Regions from separate parts of the Danio rerio genome. Here region 1 is linked to region 2. A link is a contact called in public Hi-C data. All regions are on one chromosome and are shown on one strand. Each heading gives the region's core, a stretch centred on a gene start, on an enhancer-like site or on the middle of the called end of the contact. The rest is flanking DNA. Distances are from core to core; before and after follow the strand shown.

Region 1 (2,700 bases), core at 36-2,535, 300 kb before region 2:
TACTAAAGGGATAATTCACCCAAAAATTTTAATTCAGTTTATAGCTACTTATCCTCGTGTTATTACAATTCCCTGAGACCTTCATTTATTTTCAGATTTCCGATAAAATCTGACAGCTCTCTATCTATAGACAGTAAAGGTCCAACATTTTTGACAATGACTGTTTTTGGTTCCTTTTTCTGGACTTTGAACTTCTGGACCGTTGCTCTCTCTTGAGGATGAGAGAGCTATCAGATTTGATCTAAGATATCTTAATTTGTGTTCTGAAGATTAATGAGAGTCTCAGGGGATTGAAACGACAGGAGGGTTGATAATTAATCATTGAATTATCATTTTTGAGTAAATTATTCCTTTAGGTTTATATTAGTAAGGAACAGGGAGAGTGAAGGTTCTGGAAATGTGAAATTACAGATTCTTAAAAATCAATTAGTGAAATAGGCTAAAGTAATAATGCACAATAGCTTGTTTATTAGACAACCAGAAGATAGAGAAGAAATACTAAATTCTTTATCTGCTCATTGGTAGCTCATTCCATCAGAGAGGATGGTGAAGAAAATAATGAGAGAGCTCTCAGATTTCATCTAATCTATCTTAATTTGTGTTCTGAAGATTAGCAAGGGTCTCAGGGAATTGAAATGACAGGTGGGTTGATAGTTAAAAACAGAATTTTCATTTTTAAGTGAACTATTCCTTTAAGTTTCTGTTTCAAGGGTGGTGGATGGTGAAGGAAATATGGATTTTTAAAGGTATGGTTCACCCAAATCTGACGTTTTCTCACCCTTACTTGTTCTATACCTGTTTGATTTACTTTCTTATGTTGAACACAAAGGCATATGTTCTGGAGAAAGCTGAAAACTAAACTTTGATTACCATAACATTTGTTCTCCCACCATGTATGGTAATGGTTACAGGTTTACAGCTTTCTTCAAATATATATTTTTAGTGTTTAATAGAATGAAAATGAACTTATTATCATATCTGGAAAAAAATAGCTTGAGTTAAAAAAAAAAATCTACCTCTTTATTTGACCAACATACAGAAAAAAAATTCGAGAAATGTTCAAGGGTCAGTCTTGAACTGGCTTCATTCACATCTACCCTTCATCACAGATGAGCTCAACAGAATCTGCTTGCACTGATGCATTTGCACCTGCGTAATAAGGCGATTGTCTTGGGATGGTGGTTGTAGTTAATTTTCATCTCCGTCACCTGTCGGCTCCTGCATGCTGCGAGCCGAGCGCACGCGCGCATGTGTGTGTATGTTTGGGAGAGGGACTTGTTTCCATATCCAGCTGTGTGCTCCGAGCTGCGAATGTTTTTTTTCCTCCTCCTCCTCCTCCCAGCCCGGAACAGCTGTCAGGTGTCTCGTAGTGTTTTTTAAAGTGTTTAGGGTGGGTAGGTTGCCTTGCACATCTGTTTGTCTGCTGTTTACGTGCGCGCCCGATGCCTTTGCATTCTCTCCATTGATGTTAGTGTCTTTGCGCAGTCCGTATCTGTGCTGAATGAACGCACGTATGCCGTGAACAGCGAGCATGAGGTCTGCCGTGCTCCTGGCGCTCTGTGCTGCGATCAAACAGAAGGAATGAGGGGGAGGGTGAAAACGTGTTATATATACCCAGCATATGCCTGCCTATTGCAACAGCTTGCATATGGACCGTACTTGCCTGAAGGCTTGTTTTTAAGAAAGACTCTCCGCGAGTTCTGGACATTGGCGGACATGTGTAGTGGCAGGATTTCTTATCACAGATTTTTTTTTCTTTTTGATGGAATTCCCACATATTCAGATTTGGGATGCACTGATTGTGTGATTTATTTTTTGTAAAGGCCTATAATCAGAATTCTCCCAGACCTGAAAAAACTTTAAAAATATAAATGAAACAAACTCAAATTATTTTATTACATATATTATGTATGTAAAATGAAAGGTTTTATAAAACATTTGACACAAATGTAAAAATAATAATTTAATCATAATTTTATATGGGTTTATAATTTGTATGCAAGTTTTTTTTTAAGTATTATATTTTTTATGATAAATCCTTATACGTTAATCATGGTCAAATACATTAATATTAATGTTATGTACTTTTTAATAAATTAAAAATTATTTTGTTTATTATTTTGTTAATGAATTCTCTAAAAGTTTTCAAATTTCTTCTTAAAAAGCATTAAAAACTGCTAAAATGTTTATTTATTTATTTTTAGTAACCATGATGCATTTATTTGACTCCAAAGATCATTTATTTGCATATTTTACAACATTTTAAATGTCTTTAAATTTGCTTTTGATCAACTAAACGTATTTTCTTTGCTCTAATATAATAATAAATACATGCTTTAATAAAAAGAACTTCCTTTAAGTTAATAAGTTCTCTAAAAATTCAGAAATTTCTTCAAAAAAAGCTTTAAAAACTGCTAAAGTTTTTATTTTTTATTTTTAGAAACTGTGATGCATTTATTTTATGCTAAAGAACATTTTTTTTGCATATTTTACATCATTATAAATGTCTTTACGGTTGCTTTTGATCAACTAAATGCATCTTCTGTGCTATAATATAATAATAAATACATGCTACAATAAAAGTACATCCTTAATAAAATATAATCTAGAAAAAAACTTTTCTTTTTATTGAGGATTGTTAACAAATTCTCTAAAAGTTTAGAAATTTCTTCTCAAAAAGCCTAAAAAATGCTAAAATGT
Region 2 (2,700 bases), core at 120-2,619:
CATATTGCAACATGTTGAATGACTACATTACATTACATTACATGGGGAGCTAGTGGCTGAGATGCACAAGAAAAGAAACCAAAAAGCCACTCTGGCAACCTGCTTACATCTTTTTTTATCTCCTCACTGCTGCTCGTCACTGTTTTCATTTTCATGTGTGTTGTTGAAAACTATGTGCGCGTTACGTGCATGCCGCTTGTCGCCACCAAGCCTTGTGCCTTGATTGCCAATAACCCTAAACTTATTGACATTCCTTCCAATGTGCACGCTCCGCAGCCACATTTTAATAAAGCTGAAGCACTTCATACCGAAACTTCATAACATGCTTTTTATCATTATTGTCAATGGTGTTCGTTCAGTTAATATCAATATCGTTTTATCTGCCCAGCCCTAACGACACCTGTTCTTGTCTTATTCTTGACAATTTAAAAAATCTTTTTTGATCCACTTGGAATGTTGACATTTGTAATACATTTTAAATTATAACAGGTTGACCAAACTTGGAGCATCTCGTTACATTTATGCAATCATGCTATTTGCTTATGCATTCAATGCCTCTCAAGGCATCTAAGGTGAAAACAACCAAAAAGGGGATGAAAAAAAGATGTCCTGGAGTTCCTGGTATTCTGTTCAGCAAGATTGAAGGTGAGTCAGAGCGCAGGAGCAAAACAGATGACTTGGCCTGCCGTTGATTCCTGCAAAACAGCAGATTTACTGTCCGCCTGACACCACGCTGAAGAATTTCAAACCCTTCGACAACCAGGGCCAGCCAAGGGAACGCTCTGCAAATGGACACAGTAGCGAATCTGAGCCCAGCAAGAAATATGGGCAATCTATTCCGACCGCCAATCCTCATTCCCATCCGTTAGCTGGTCGACAGTTTTGACCCCGAATAGGGTTATGTAGACCTCAGGAAAAACCTCATGACAGGGCTGCAAGCTGCCTTTGAGCTAAAGTGATTTAATCCAATTTTGACTGGATATTTTTAGGCTCTGTAATGTGCTCCACCAGCCAGAAGCTCCCGGGATTGTGGTTTTCTTTGGATCCTGAGATGTTCCTCACACCTGTAACATGGAAGACAGCTGCTCCCCCAATGAGCCATGTACTCTACGCCATCTAAATCATACAGGCACTTGGATGGAAACCTGAATAAGAAATGAAGCAACGTAACTCGCTTTATTTCCATCTCTCATGAGCATAACCATTTTTATTCTGTAGCAGGTGACGTATTGGCGTCTTAGGAGCCCCCTAATGCTGGCCTGTACCCCATGTTTTGTTTTGTTTTTTTATATAAAAGCTGCTCTGCTGACATCACTGGCCATGTGGGATGAGAGCAGGGCTTGGAAAGCAAAGCACGCTTGGCTGGAACCCGGCAGCCGGACAATGCAGCCTGTGTCCTCCTAAAGCGCCAGCTGGAGTGGAACTTCAAATCCTCTCTCCAACTTTTTCCTGTCTTTTTTCCCCCCTCTCTTTCTTTCCCTTCTAGCAGGCCTCAGTTCCTCTCGCTCTGAAATTGCTTTTCTCTCCTCGTCTGCTTACCGTGCAGCAGTGGATCACTGGGTAATCAGGGGGCAGTAATTGCTGGGCTTGCTGACCCAATTTTTATAGTCAGGCTTGGTGAAGTTTGCTGGTCCGCTGTCCGCAGTTTTGCACAGGACATCCAGTGAACTTCATTGTCTGTTGTGGCCCTGTCCAACAAAAAAAAAAAGTGTCTCATACATGTACAGTAATGGCTCAAAAACAACATGCTTTTAATTTCAACCTGACAGTAGAAGAGATTAATGTCTCAAAAAAAAAAAAAAAAAAAAAGCAAGGATTGTCTGTTCGGCTGGTCTTTTGACACGGGTGGTCGTAAATGTTCATGGGCAGATAGATGAGATTACTAATGACTGCGCTCCCGCTTCGGTTTTTACTCTCAAATAACTACTTGTTAATCACTTTTATATTGTCACTCACCACATAAAAGCCGCCCATATGGGTCATGAAATATATTGTTGGAGACATCAAATCGGTTGAATTGCAGTTTTACGGCGATGCTCCCCAGAGATGTGATTGATACCGTGGCACTTGGGATGCTGGAGTGGGAAGTTGGCCTCATTTAGCCTTCCAGCAACTTCTTTTGGAAGTAGGCTTTAATATGAGGGTCATTCCTGGTACTTCATATCCAGCTGTTTTTATGTCGTTTTTCCATTCTCTGCTTACACAGGTGCTGTTTTAATTAAATGTTTGTGTTAAGATTTAAACATAAATGAAACTTCTTTTAGATCTGCTTTCTGATAAAACTGTGATGTATAGATTAAATCACGGTCACCATTTTTCATCTCTGCTCTTTTTTAAAATTTCTTTCACCCTGTTGTTCTGTTTGTGTGTTTGCTGTGGTCTGCATTGCCCTCTGCAGGACCCTATGGATGTTGCACGCTCTGTGATCGTCATCCGCTCTCTGGTGCCTGGAGGGGTGGCCGACAATCATGGTGGGATTTTCCCCGGTGACCAGCTGGTTTTTGTCAATGACACCCATCTAGAAACATGCTCTCTGGCCCAGGCTGTTGAGGTCCTCAAATCTGCTCCACCTGGAAAGGTCTACCTTGGCATCAGGAAGCCTCTGGCGGTAAGAGCCAATATGTTATTATGGCTCTGTTAGGTATATATTCAAGATTTCTTTACATCATTAAAATGCTTTTTTATGCCATAATGTCAATT

The links. A called contact is a pair of places that touch in the nucleus more often than the background predicts.
Region 1: a contact with region 2 is called in a Hi-C map of skeletal muscle, with 4 times the contacts expected there. The contact joins two enhancer-like sites. A contact is called at or near these places in 6 of 18 Hi-C or Micro-C datasets (caudal fin, embryo, fibroblasts and 2 more) and 1 of 4 datasets of contacts at active chromatin or transcription factors (caudal fin).

Annotation. Positions count from the first base shown.
Region 1 is chr22:16,704,131-16,706,830 of GRCz12tu, reverse strand. It overlaps a transcript of nfia not described here. Among named protein-coding and RNA genes, the nearest start is that of nfia, 19 kb to the right of the region's middle. Within about 2 kb of position 1,285, at least 15 of the 62 cell types and tissues checked have an H3K27ac peak or open chromatin away from gene starts, as enhancers often do.
Region 2 is chr22:16,400,645-16,403,344 of GRCz12tu, reverse strand. It overlaps patj (PATJ crumbs cell polarity complex component), which reads left to right. Exons shown (of 44, transcript NM_001127185.1): 18 at 2,399-2,608. Among named protein-coding and RNA genes, the nearest start is that of patj, 49 kb to the left of the region's middle. Within about 2 kb of position 1,369, at least 11 of the 62 cell types and tissues checked have an H3K27ac peak or open chromatin away from gene starts, as enhancers often do.